2 separate regions of the Mus musculus genome follow, and region 1 is linked to region 2. A link is a contact called in public HiChIP or PLAC-seq data. All regions are on one chromosome and are shown on one strand. The core of a region is the stretch at or near the end of the contact, and the rest is flanking DNA. Distances in the headings are between cores, read along the strand shown. Region 1 holds the start of Srsf2 (serine and arginine-rich splicing factor 2). Region 2 overlaps Ten1 (TEN1 telomerase capping complex subunit).

What was found. HiChIP or PLAC-seq counts read pairs in DNA pulled down with a chosen protein or histone mark.
Region 1: a contact with region 2 is called in a FOXA1 HiChIP or PLAC-seq map of pancreatic cancer cells. The contact joins the promoter of Srsf2 here to the enhancer-like site in region 2. A contact is called at or near these places in 2 of 39 promoter capture datasets (hippocampal neurons and pre-B cells), 2 of 115 datasets of contacts at active chromatin or transcription factors (embryonic stem cells and pancreatic cancer cells) and 1 of 9 other capture datasets (adipose tissue).

The regions. Positions count from the first base shown.
Region 1 is chr11:116,849,399-116,856,453 of GRCm38.p6, forward strand. Srsf2 (serine and arginine-rich splicing factor 2) reads right to left here and starts at 3,696. Exons shown (of 3, transcript NM_011358.2): 1 at 3,170-3,696; 2 at 2,623-2,933; 3 at 499-1,563. The coding sequence starts at 3,531. The coding sequence ends at 2,630. It overlaps Mfsd11 (major facilitator superfamily domain containing 11), which reads left to right and starts at 4,602. Exons shown (of 13, transcript NM_178620.4): 1 at 4,602-4,775; 2 at 5,245-5,300. The coding sequence starts at 4,680. Mettl23 (methyltransferase like 23) reads left to right here. Exons shown (of 5, transcript NM_028865.3): 5 at 1-342. The coding sequence ends at 157.
Region 2 is chr11:116,207,712-116,214,770 of GRCm38.p6, forward strand. The region is part of intron 3 of Ten1 (TEN1 telomerase capping complex subunit); the gene reads left to right. Among named protein-coding and RNA genes, the nearest start is that of Acox1, 12 kb to the left of the region's middle. Within about 2 kb of position 3,235, at least 26 of the 459 cell types and tissues checked have an H3K27ac peak or open chromatin away from gene starts, as enhancers often do. A contact at or near this core is called in pancreatic cancer cells, where this site is marked.

The DNA of each region.
Region 1 (7,055 bases), core at 2,446-4,945, 640 kb after region 2:
GTCACTTGAAGGCTTGCTCTACAAGTGGGATATGAAATGTGTGCATATTCCTCTGGAGTCTTTTGATGCCGACAAGGAAGACATAGCAGAGTCTACCCTTCCAGGAAGACATACTGTTGAAATGCTGATCATCTCCTTTGCAAAGGACAGTTTCTGAATGAATTGTACCTCAATATGTTCTGGGACAGTGTCAAAATGGAATAACCTGGCATAAAGCTGAATTATCTGAGGAAACTCAATGGGTATGAAGATGATCAATTCTGTAAGCCTTGTGGCTGTGCTGTCATGCCTAGGATAGCATTCAACATAACTTTAACAAAATTAAACATTCAAAAAGGCTTAGACTACTCCCAATCATTAAAGTAGGACCACACTGACACTGAAGTACCTACCAGTAAAAAGCAGTCCAACCCACATTTTATACCTTAAGGCTGTTAACATTCAAAGTAAATAATTGTATAGGTCTTGGATTAAAATGAGGGAAACAAAAGACCAGGACACATTCTCAAAAAAGCTAACACCAAGAAAACACTTTAATCAAACTACAGAAACAATGGTTATAGTACAGAATATCCATAAGCAAAAGATACACCATGTTTTAAGTACTTACAAAGTTACAAACCATTTGCTTCCTTAACATTTTGATTTTTTTTTTAAAAGTTCACAACACAAGGATGATCAGATTTACCATTTTGCATTTTTTGAGGGAAGGGGGGTATATTTATCATCAGCTAGATGTGCTCACTGTATGCTCCATTATTTATATGCAAGGCCCGGGTGACTGGAAGTGCAGTTGTCAGGCATTTTAATAAACTGGACAGCCATTTGTTTCTGCACGACAAGGCATCTTTACACAGGAGCAATCAGGAGAAAACAGGAAACAGCCAAGCACTCTGCACTGCAACACGCCACCTTAACAGCTAACCAGCATTACTCAACTGCTACACAACTGCGCCTAGTGCACAAAAATACATAAGAGAAGAGATTAGAATTGTGTTGGGTAAACAATCCTTTAAAAAAAAAATTAAGTCTTTTCACCTGAAAAGTCTTTATACAAATTTGGGTTCAGATTATCATATAGACCTGAAGGTAAATAACATATATGAACAAATTACACCAACTTTCATAGGTTTTTAATTATTAAGAAGTGAAGGCAATGTTGAGTCATTCTGCTGACAGCTTTAGGCTGTATGTAATGGCTGTACATGTTTCCTTATTAAGTCAGGAGGCCACAAATTAGGTTACCAATCTGTTTAATTTCAAACAAAAAAGTCAGCACTATAAACAAAAATGAAATTTTACCTCAAATATCCAATCCAATAATGAAATCTGAAGTCGCTCACCTCACTAAATTACAAGAAATTTGAATAACAGCAACAAAATGGCACATAAAATGAAGTTTGCCACCTGAGGCAGATTAAAACAAGTAAAAAGTTAGACAAATGTTACAAAATAACCTTTTTAATAGCCAGTTGCTTGTTCCAAGGACTCTTCCATGGACCGATGGACTGAGTTTGTGGTCCTTTCCCCCAATGTCCTCTGTTAAGCCGCTTGCCGATTCATCTAGGTTTGAAAAGAAAGAGGTTCAGCTTACTTTCCACTACTAAAAAGGTTCCAAAGTGCACATGGTTTCATTATCAGGCATGTACTTACTAAGGCTCTGGTGAAACAAGTAGGTTACAGAAGGTTCCACCTGGCCATTATCAGTTTTTTTAAAGGCCCAAATGGGAGTTTTTCCAAAGGGTACCACCAGCATGTTCGGATATATGTGATTCTTGGCCAAATAACCAAGACCAAAAAAAAAAAAAAAAAAAAAAAAAAAAGAAAGAAAGAAAAAAGGGGGAAAAAAAAGGAGGCAAGGGAGGGTTAAAAGAAAAAAAAGGTAGGGGGGCAGGGTGGGGCTGTTTCCAAACAAAAACTTGCTATCAGAAATTAGTCTACACTTTGTAAGATGTTTGAAAATGAAACGTTTGGCAGTTGAGGATGTTCTTAATCAGCTACTTAGGGCCCTTTCCTTTAAAAAGAAAAATAGGACCAAACAATTTAGAGTTAAAGACACACTATCCTTTCCCCACCCGGTGCGGATCAATACCTGTAACTTTCTTTTGGGGTTCCAAAAGTTCATTGCTTCTTAATTGCAATTCCTTTGCCACATCCATTAGAGTAAGAAGTCCCAGTCAGCACAACAACAGTTGCACTGAATGTTTTTCTCTATGAGGATAGTGCATCTTTAACATTTAAAGACAAACCTGCTCCAATACACGCCCACAGAAACTGGTCCCTGGAGGATCAGCCAAATCAGTTAAAATCTGCAATACTGGCCAATATTCTTTGATAAAACAGGAGACCGCAGCTTTAAAGGGGGAAAATGCAGACGTTGGATAAAAACAGCAAGAAATAGTCATTTTCATTAATAGGTCTCAAACAGCATGAAACAGCCATTACTATCTAAGCTTTACACAATCCTCTCTGCAGACCCCTCTTCAGCATCACTCCCAAAGCTGAGTAACTTCAGAGCAGTAGTACTCTTAACACCAGGAGTCTTTATGCTAACAAGGCTCAAAAAACCTACTCCATACCCCACGGGAGTTAGGGCGTGTCTCAGATTCCCGCAGACATTACCATTTTCTTAGGAAGAAACTGCTCCCTCTTCTTCTGGAGACTTGGGTGGGCTCTTGGACCGCGACCTAGACTTGGACTCTCGCTTCGACACGGGCGGAGGGCTTCTCGATCGCGACCTGGACCTTGACCTCGAGCGGGATCTGGAGACGGAGGAGGACTTGGACTTGGATCTTCGGGCAGATCTGGACTTGGAGGTTGATCTGGAGCGCGAGCGAGTGCGGGACCGAGACTTGGAGCGGCTGTAGCGGGAGCGGCTTCGCGACCTGGACCGACTCCGGCTTCGAGATCGGCTGCGCCGGCGTCGCCGAGGGCTGCGAGTGGGACGTGAACGAAGCGACAGGGTGAGCTTGCAGGCCGCCGGTCCCGCCCCGCCCGCCCCGCCGCCATTATCTGGCTGCCAGGCGCCATTTCCCTTGCCGCGAGGCGGGGTCTCGCACGGAGTGGCCCGGCCCTGCTGCCACCCCGGCCGCGAGGGAGGGGCTGGCTCCACGTGCTCCGCGTACCTTTGTGCCCGTCCGCCTCCCGCTCCGCCCCGGGCCCCGCTCACCTGCGGCTCCGCCGCCCGTAGCCGCCGCCGCCGTACCGACGGGGTGGCGGGCCCCGGCGGCTGTGGTGCGAGTCGGGCGGGCGGCCGTAGCGCGCCATCTGCACCCGCAGCTCGCGGCCGTCGAGCACCGCCCCGTCCATGGCGTCCATGGCGTCTTCGGCGTCGCGCTTGTCGTGGAACCGGACGAAGGCGAAGCCCCGGGACTCCTTGGTGTAGCGGTCCCGCGGAATGTACACGTCGCCGACGCGCCCGTATTTCTCGAAGACGCGCCTCAGGGTGTCGGGCGAGGTGCGGTAGGTCAGGTTGTCCACCTTGAGGGAGGTCATGCCCTCCACATCGGGAGGCGGGCGGCCGTAGCTCATGGCTGCGAAGCGGCGCCGAGACCCTAACGCCCCGGACAGGCCCTCGCTCTCCGGAAACGCAGCTCCGTCAGGCGCTCGGTAGCTACAGTCCTCGTGGGTAGGGAGGGAGCCGCAAGGCCGCCGCAGAGCACCCGAACCTGACGGACGCCTGAGCAGCAACTAAGCGAGCGGGCGGGCCCCAGCGCGCATTTATACCCACCCTTACAAAATGGCGCCCGCGCCACCCGGAAATGAATCTCCTGATTGGCCCATTCGGCCGTGTTGCGTAACGTCGCCGCCGCGCGCCCCGCCCCTCCCAGGTGCGCCTGCGCACCGCGCGGCGGGCGGGCGGAAAGCGCGCAGTCACTGCGGTGGGGCGGGGGAGCAGCCAGAGAAGGCAGTTAGAAAGCCCGCCAAATGCTCTACCGTGGGTGCGTCCGCGAGAGCGCGGGGAAGGGGAAGAACGAGGCTCTATGGAGGGAGAAAGAGGAAGCGCGCCCCACCAGAGCCCCGCCCCTTCCCCACGCCAATGCCCGGGCTCCACGCGCCGTTCCGCCCAGCCTTCAGTCCCGCCTGTCAGAGCCGGTTCTTGCGCTCTCTTTTGCCTCTCTGTGTCCCGGGGCCACCTCACGTTCCCCTCTCCCGCCGCTCCTGACTGAGGCTCGCTGCCTTGGTTTCACTTCTCGGGGCCTTTGCTCTCTACGAAGGGACGGGTAGTGTAGACCTAAAGTACGCGCTAGCCACAGCGTGCGGCCGTACCCTCCCCTCCCCCCACGGGGCGCCGGGACTACATTTCCCGGCGGGCGCTGCGACCAGACTCTGGTCAGCTGACCGGTCTCGTGATCTGCTGTGAGTCAGGCCGGGAGGGCGGGCCCCAGCAGCTGCTACTGCTCGTCCTTGCCCCGGATCCCGTTCCCTGCAACTGGAGTTGCGGCGGGTAGACCCCGGGTCTCCTCTGCACTCGGTCGCGTCCCCGGAGGGTCCCGACTGTACCGGTGGGGAGAGATTTCCCTTAAACCCACGATTCCCATCCCAAGATTGGAAATCGGCAGTCTGGCTTCGTGGTTCTCTCATCTGGTTTCTTCCCTCAGGGCTGTCAGGGGGTTCGACTGGAGGAGAAGAGGTGACTGTCCTGGGCCGCTGCTGGCCTCTGAGCAAGCGGAGCCAAAATGTCCCCGGAGTCTAAAAAGCTTTTCAACATCGTTATTTTAGGAGTTGCCTTTATGTTTATGTTCACCGCCTTTCAGACTTGTGGAAATGTGGCGGTGAGTTGGAATCTGTACTCCTTCCTTTGAATGCCCGTCTGAATGCATTCCAGCTGTGACAATAAACGTTTATGTCCGCTACCACGCCAAGATTGCACCTCCTGTTTTTCAGCCTACCCTTTCTCGTTTTCTTAATTTTGTGTATCAGATATTTCGCGTTTACGTGGTGTTAAACACTTTCGTTTAATACTCAGATGCGGCTTGCAATTTGAGTATGGACCATAGTTACTTTAATTTTTGTGAATGTTAAACTCTGTATTTAGTGCTTGGGTGGCTTGTGGGTACAGTTGATTATCTGTTTCCCCATCTCGAGTATATCTTCTGCGGCAATTGAGTCGGTTTTTTTCTCCTCTCATGGTGGGCTTGGGTGAGAGGTGTGGATCATAACATTTTTTTTGAGTATTTAGACTTTCCTGCGGGGAGGGAGATGGCAAGACATTTTTGTTGATTAGTTTTATCTTCCACACAGCAAACTGTCATCAGGAGCTTAAATAGCACAGATTTTCATGGCAGTGGATATACCAGGTATTGTACTGTGTGCATGACTTTATTTTGCATGTCATAGTTCCATCCATCTCAGGAAAACCAGCAATAACATGTTGTAACTGAAGAGTAGCCATGATTGTGTCAAATCTGTCTCTCTTTTTCTGAGGTTTGAGCCACCCAGGTAGATCAGTAGATACAGACCCATACCTCCCAGAGTACGTGGATTAATCCTCAGAACCTACGTGGTGGAAGAAGAGAACCAGCTCCTGCAGGTTTTCATGTGTCTTCCACGCAGGAGAACACTCTCCTACCATACAAACATAAATTTTAAAATGTAGTAATAAAGTTACAGAGCAGGCATGGGGGTGCATGCCGTGAATCCCAAAATAAATAAGCGTGATGGTAAATTCTTTTACGATGATGACTAAAGGTCTTCTGTAGAATTAGGAGGCTTTGGGATTGAAAGCCTGGCTTCAGAACTGGGATGCTTTGCTACGTTCAGCAAGTTAGCTCTGTGACCCCAGGTTCTTTACTAAGATCATGGCTATGCAGGCAGTATAGTGCTTCTGGCTCAATATGCATGCAAGTCTTGTCAAAATCATGTTCTAATCCTGAACAGTGCTGTAGTTGTTGAAACATTGGATTTTTGAGGCTTTGTAATCTCATTCTCAATTTATAATTTCATCAGAAGCTTTAAGATTTTTATGCTGAAGCTGGGCGTGGTGGCGCACGCCTTTAATGCCAGCACTCGGAGGCAGAGGCGGCGGATTTCTGAGTTTGAGGCCAGCCTGGTCTACAAAGTGAGTTCCAGGACAGCCAAGGCTATACAGAGAAACCCTTTCTCGAAAAACAACAAAAAGAAAAAAAAAAAAAAAAAAAACAAAGATTTTTATGCTGAAGCTGAGCAGTAGTGACGCACGTCTTTAATTCCAGCACTTGGGAGGCAGAGGCAGGTGAATTTCTGAGTTCAAGGCCAGCCTGGTCTACAGAGTAAGTTCCAGGACAGCCAGGGCTATACAGAGAAACCCTGTCTCAAAAAAACAAAACAAAACAAAAAAAGATTTTTATGCTGTTTAGACATAGAAAATGAAAACTTCACAGGTCTGTAGTACTTTGGATTTGTAGCTGGAAATGTACTAAATACATGCACATATACAACCTCTCTCCCTCCAATTGCCTCCTCTCTTGTCTGGCGTGGAGCTTGTAGCATAATACAAGATAACCTTGAACTTCAGGTATCTACACCTCCCTAGTGATAAACTTAGAAACCTGTAGCATCAGGCCTGGCTTCAGGGTTTCCTTTTTTCTCTTTCCTCCTCTTTCCAATAACTTACATCAAAGAATTCAGCATTCTCTCAGAGGCTCTCCAAGACTCTGTTGCCAGGAAGGTGACAATGAGGCCTCTGTCAACCTGGCATTACCCCCTGCTGAGATACTGGACAAACTAGGCAGGGGGCGGTTGTTTTGTGGTTAGCAGGGTCCCACTCTGTAACCCTGGCTTGTCTTATTTATTGATTGATTGATTGATTTACTTACTTACTTTGGTTTTTCGACACAGGGTTTCTCGTGTACCCTTGGCTGTCCTGAAACTCACTCCATAAACCAGGCTGACCTCAAAATGACTGGTCTTAAAGTCACAGAGATCCTCTTGCTTCTGCCTCCTGAGTGCTGGGATTAACCAAGTGTACCTCATCTAACTCTGGGTTCTCTTATAGGAGAAAACCAAAACTTTGAATTGACAAGAGTCGCACATGTTTATCTCTATGTACAATGTATGTATACATTGTAGAGTTA
Region 2 (7,059 bases), core at 1,985-4,484:
CATGGTGGCTCACAACCATCTGTAATGGGAGCCAATGCCCTCTTCTGGTGTGTCTGAAGACAGCAACTATGTACTCAAATAAATAAAATAAATAAATCTTTAAAAAAAAAAACTTCAGAAAATGATCAAAAAGAGAGACAGTGCAGGATCCGCTGCCAGGGAGCGGTAAGTCACTTAAGCCGGAGTGTTGTGGTGTCCCCAGGATTTTTTTCTATACCATTTTCCTTTACATGGTTAATAGCATACTGTACTTCCTGTCTATGTTTAGTTGGTTTTTTTTTAAGTTTTTTTTTAAAAAAAAAACATATAAAACGTGTTCTTATTTAGTGTGTGTGTTGTTTTTGAGACGGTTTCATATATCCTGGGCTCCCCTCTAAATAGTAGTATAGCCAAGGCTGGCCTTATACTTGTGGTTGGAGCTGGAGAAAGCTCAGCAGTTAAGAGCATTTGCTGTTCTTGTAGATGACCATGCCTGTTATGATACATATTTGTAGCACCCACATGGCAGCTCATAACTGCCCATAGCTCCAGGTTCACAGGATGTGACATGCTAGTCTGATCTCCACACAGACAAACACACAGATAGTCATACACATAGGTAAATACATCTTTAAAATTTTAAAAGCTAAAACTGTGGTCCCTTGGCCGCCTCCTCTGCCTCTCTGCCTCTCTCTCTCTGCCTCTCTGCCTCTCTGCCTCTCTCTCTGCCTCTCTGCCTCTCTGTCTCTGCCTCTGCCTCCCTCATAAATGTGCCACTAGACTGGCTATGGCATAAAACTCTCCCTCCCTTCCCCTTGCTTGGAGACAGAGTCTCTCAATATATAGCCCAGGCTGGCCTTGAATTTGTGATCCACCTGCCTCTAACTCCTGAGTACTAGGATTTTACATATGTGTAACCACAACCATCTAATTTTTAGACTTCTCTTAGCATTTTTAAAACTGATGTTAGCAGCCAGGCAGTGATGGCACACGCCTTTAATCCCAGGACTTCAATTAATGTAATTAATTAATTAATTAAATAGTGCTGATTTTAATTATAATGGACTTAATAAAAGTTCCTCTGACCCAGATTTAAGATTTGAAGGTCAGAGTTCCTTCCCTCATAACTGATTTGAGAGAGAAATGAGAGGAGGCACTAAGGGCCTTTTATCTTTAAAAAAAAAAAAAAAAAAAAAAAAAAAAAAAACCTGGGCTGGAGAGGTGGCTCAAGGGTTAAGAGCACTGACTACTCTTCCAGAGGTCCCGAGTTCAATTCCCAGCAGCAACCATGTGGTAGCTCACAACCATCTGTAATGGGATCGGATGCCCTCTTCTGATGTGTGTCAGAAGATAGCTACAGTGTAGTCATATGCATAAAATAAATAAATAAATCTTAAAAAACACAAACACCCTCCTCATTCACTGTGTGGGCGCGCACGCTCACGTCGGCCTCGTTGAGCATCGTGTGCTGGCCTGGTGCTCTCTAAGGCCGTGCTCCACCTTCTGCTTGCTGTGCTCCACCTTCTGCTTGCCGTGCTCCATCTTGTGCTTGCCTTCTTTTCTCATAACGTTTTTATGCATTTCCTGAGGATTTTAATGTGCCACTGTGATGTGGAGTAAGGAATTGATGAGCGAGCCGTGGGTGGAACCCTGAGCTGGCTGAGTGTGGCCATGCCTGTCCTGACCTTTCCCCTGAGCAGGAGGTACACAGCTTTCATCCTTCCTGGGCCAGGCCTTAAGTCCTGGCGGATACAAAGGTCCATCAAACATGTGCAGTGCACTGTGTCCAGGTGGAAAGTTCTGAGGACAAAGGAGAGGTCGGGCAGAGGAACCTTTCTCCCATGTTTTACATCTAGAGCCAGCCAGGAGACTGGTGTGGAACAGCACCAGCTCTGTGATCATCTCCCGGAATCTGACACCGCTTGGTACCGTCCAAGGCCCTGATGGGTCCCTGTCTGAGGTGTTTCTAAACATCTTCCCCTGTGTGTAATTAGTAATAATCACACCTTGTATAAGCATACTGGCTGTAACAACTGCCACCTCACAAACCTCTTTTCTCACCTTTTAAAAACTATTGTAAAAACTTTTTTTTTTTTTGTTTTTTTAAGACAGGGTTTCTCTGTGTAGCCCTGGCTGTCCTGGAACTCACTTTGTAGACCAGGCTGGCCTCAAACTCAGAAATCCACCTGCCTCTGCCTCCCGAGTGCTGGGACTAAAGGTGTGCGCTACCATGCCTGGCTTGTAAAAACTTTTAATTGTCACATGGTGATTGTATAGCCATACTATGGACACAGGGTGACATTTCAATACATGTCCATGGTAGGTAATGAATGATTACATCAGAACAATTGGTATATCAATCTCTGTAGACATTTATCTTCTGCGCGCGCGCATGTCTGTGTGTGTGTGTGTGTGTGTGTGTGTGTGTGAGAGAGAGAGAGAGAGAGAGAGAGAGAGAGAGAGATAGAGAGAGCTCAGAATAATCAAAATATCCTCTCTGCTAGATGCTTTGAAATAATTCAAGTGGTTGGCAACAAGTAGGCCTGGGGTTACACAGTGACTGTAATCTTAGCTGCCCAGGAAGTTCCAGGCCTACCAGGGATACAGAGTGAGTTCAAGGGCAGCTTGGGTATCTTGGCAAGGCCATACCTCAGAAAGTGAAAAGAAGAAGGGAGCTGGGGGAAGGAAGCCAAGCTCAGTGGTGGCAACACAAAGGTAAAGGAATTTTTCTAGGAGAGATAGGTATGAGGCAGGAGAGTTACATGTTTGGTAATGCCTGCATAACTGTCACTGAGCGTGAGGCCAGGCTAGCCAGGACACAGAAGAGTTTCTAGACAGACAAGGAAAGCTGTTCAGTGAGAGGAGACTCTGAAGTCCCTGTGTTACAGTGAGAATATGTTTTGTGGTCTGAGGCTTCTCTGTACTCATCAGAGATGCGACCGGGGAGGGCAGAGGCTGGAGATGCATCAGGCAGGCAGGTTGGAAGGCAAAGGCTGAGTCCTGCAATACCAGGAAAATGGCTGGGAGGTACTTAGGGCCGGCTGAAGAGACAGAGAAGGTGAGAGAGTCCAGGAGACCCAAGGGGTGAAGAAGGCTGCAGTAGTAGGAGTGAAAGGTCAGGAAGATACTGAGAACAAACAGGGTGTAAGATTCTAGAACAAACCAGTCCAAGGTGCGAGGTGGGTGTGGGAGGGAGAACTGGAGCAGAGGTAAACTGCTGTAAACAGTTATCAGTGGGAAGGAGCCGGGCGTGTAACAGGAAACCCGAGCAGCAGGTGAACTCTGGACTCACCTCCTGCACAGTAGGACCTGTTGATATGGATAAAGCCAGGTTTCAGCCAAGTCCCAGAGAAAAGGTGAGACTCTTATAAGGACACTGGAAGAGGGAAACACAGTACAACAGAGGAAGGACACAGGACCCAGGAGTGTGGGCAGGGATGAGGACTTGGTGGGTTTGGGGTGACCATACAAGGACTACCTTTGATGTTGTCGAGTGACTGCCATTAAGGCGTGCAGGCCAGCACTAGTGGTCTCCACACGGCAGGGCAGTGGTACCTGACAGTTGCATGTGTGCTTAGGCTTGAACCTGGACCTCCTGCATGCTAGGCACGTGGTTGTGTGTGACTGTTCTTAGATGGTCTCTCATGTACAGCAGACTCCCCGCAAACCGGCTATGCATTGGAGGAGAACCTTGACCTCCTGATCTCCCGAGTGCTGGGGTTACAGGCATGTGCTAGCGTGTCCGATTCATGTGGTGCTCGTGGGAGCTCGGATGCTAAGCGGCTGAGGGGGTGCTAGCCAAGTGCTCTGCCGGCTGAGCTGCATACCCGGCCTTTTCCCTTCTCTTGAAGATTTATTTTACTTTTAAATGTGTGTGTATGTGTGTGTTCCCGTCTGTCTGTGTGTAGGTATGTACACATATATGCAGGTACCCATAGAAACCTGTGGCTTTGGATCCCCCCAGAACTGGATCAAAGAGTTGTAAGCAATTGGACTCAGTTGGGAACTGAGCTCAGGTCCTCTGCATGCTCTTAACCACCAACCCATCTCCCAGACCCTGTGTGTATGTGCATATGTATGTGTATGTGCATATGTATATGCATGTTTTTGGTTTGTGCTGAAGGTCAAACCCAGGTCCTTGCACACGCTAGCAGTGCTCTGTTTTTTGAAATGGGATTTTTGTTCAGCCACACCCTGCCAAGGGCTAGGACTCTAGGCAAGCCCTTTCCTGCCTGCTTTACCTCACACCTTCTACCCACAGGCTGCCATCCTCAGATGCCACACATGCACTCCCATCTCTCCTCCTTCCATCCAGAATGGGCTGAAGCACCTGGACTGCAGCCATGGCCTGACCGAGCCACTGAGAAGCCGTCCATTCTGGGGACCGCTTACTCTGTAGACAATAAACGATAAAGCCAACTGAGACTGATGAACGTAATGAACAGGAGCAAAGGCTCAACAGCTGCAACCACTCGCTGCTCTTCCACAGGATCCAAGCCTGCTTCCCAGCACCCACACAGGCAGTCACAGCCACCTGTAACTCCAGCTCCAGGGGAGCCAGTATTCTCTTCAGGCCTTCATAGGCACCTGCACTCATATGCGCACATTCATAGATACACACGTATATATCTAATTTACAAATTTAAATCTTCTAAAGTATAAGCAAACACCTTTTAAGAGTCTGTGAAATTTAAGCAGATTTCTTTTTTTTTTTTCTTTTTCTTTAATTTTCTTACTTTTTTTTGTTTGTTTGGTTTGGTTTTTCGAGACAGAGTTCCTCTGTGTAGCCCTGGCTGTCCTGGAACTCACTCTGTAGACCAGGCTGGCCTCGAACTCAGAAATCCGCCTGTTTCTGCCTCCCAAGTGCTGGGATTAAAGGCATGCGCCACCACCGCCCGACATTAAGCAGATTTCTAAGAAAATCTTCACCCCAGAAGTTTGAAAATATTTGACACAGGATCCTGCCTTAAGTTCTGTGTCTCCCACCTCTCATTGTGGAACCCCATACACCCCCATGGTGTCACAATCAAATCATAATCAAGGGCTCTCAACAAACTCCTCCCATGCCCTCCATTTTTGTTTCAGTTAATTTTGTTTTTAGACGGGGTGTCTCTATCTGTGTCACCCTGGCTGTCCTGGAACTTGCTATATAGAGCAGGCTGGCCTTGAACTCACAGGGGTCCTCCATCAGTCGCTCCTCAGTGTTGGGTTGAAAGGTGTGCACCATCACCGCCTGGCTTCTTTTTTTCCCATTGTTCTGGTGTGTCTACACTTGGTTTTCGTTGTTGTTACTGCTGCCGTTTGTTTGTTTTAAGTTACTTATTGTTTGCTTGTGTGTGTGTGTGTGTGTGTGTGTGTGTGTGTGTGTGTGTGTACAGGTTTCCACAGAGGCTAGACCTGCTGCGTGTGAGTCACCTGACAGGCTAGGAGTCAGACTCCTGACTGACCATCTCTCCAGCCCCCAAGCAGCTGCTGAGATGCTGTGAACATCTCATTCTGTTCTTGTTCTTGGAGCTCTTATAAACTCTGGAGAGGTGGCTCAGCGGTTAAGAACATTGACTGCTCTTCCAGAGGTCCTGAGTTCAATTCCCAGCAACCACACGGTGGCTCACAACCAACTGTAATGAGATCTGATGCCCTCTTCTGGTGTGTCTGAAGACAGCTACAGTGCACTTACATATATTTTAAAAAACAAAAACAAAAAACCCTTTAGAGCTAAGTGTGCCCCAGGCTTCTCAAGGCGGTATGAATATTTGATTAACGTGTATAGACACCGCCTGTCCAGAGGCCTCTCAGGTGATGATGGGCAACCAACACCCATCAGTAGATGCAGACAGGGTCGCACTCCGAGACCTCTGCAAGCTCAGCATCTCTGTGACTTGGCACCAAGGAACTGAGGCTCAAATAAGTCCTTTTTTTTTTCCATGGGTGATCTGTGTAGGGGGTTGAAACCTAGACAGCTTGATGATAAGTTCTGCCCCAGACTGGCTGCAGTGAGTGAATGGTCTAGAGCTGAAAGGCCAGGCTAGACCTAAGCCTGATGTCTCCAGTGCATCCAAAGCAGATGTGGTAATGTCCTGGAACACCGAGTTGTTCATGGAAGTTCCTGGGAACCAAGGAGAACTTGAGGAGGAAGTTTTTCTAATCACCACAGGGAACCAGGGATGTGACCTGCACCTGCAGTCCTAGTACTTGAGAGGGAAAGGCAGGGGCATCAAGTGTTCCGGACCATTCTAGGATACATAGGAATCCTAGGACAGCCTGGACTCTATAAACCCTGTCTAAACCTAAGTAGGGGCTAGAGAGACGGCTCCGTGATTAAGAGCACTCATTGCCTTTGCAGAAGACTTTGGCTCCGTTCCCAACATTCATCCGGTGGCTCGGGACCATCCATAAATCCAGTTCTAGAAGATATGACCCCCTCCTTTGTCATCCGGGGATACCAGGCACACATACCGGCCACACACGCCTCCATGCAGGCAAAAGTGTCCATACATAAAATAAATCTGAGCATGAATAAGTAGGTATTGGGACTGGAGAGATGGCTCGGTGGTTAAGAGCACTCGCTGCTCTTGAAAAGGACATGGGTTTGATTCCCAGCACCTACACAGGGGCTCACAACCACCCGCAACTCCACTTTCAGGGGATCCAGTGCCCCCTTTGCCCTGTCAGGGAGCTGCATGCACACTCTGCAGCTGTATGCATGTCACTGAAGAGCTGGGTGTGAGTGACTCGCCCCATTGAGGCCAAAGTGGCTGGAGCTCAGTCTCTTAGGTTTATCAGACATGGTTTCCCTTCACCCCAGTTTTTCAGGACCTGGTCCCAGAGTGCCAAAGAGGCCTTTCCCCTAGGGCAGACAGAGTATTTTCTGAGCCCTGGGCTTTTGGAAGGCAAAGGAATAATAGGTTGTGTGTGTGTGTGTGTGTGTGTGTGTGTGTGTGTGTGTGATGTGTGGAGGTCCACCTTCCTGCCCTCTGCAGAGCATGGCAGGCCCAGGCTCCGAGTCTCCTGGAGACAGATTGCCAGCTTTCTTAGTGCCTCAGGAGTGAACTAGTCTGAGAACACCCAGAGTCCCAGAGT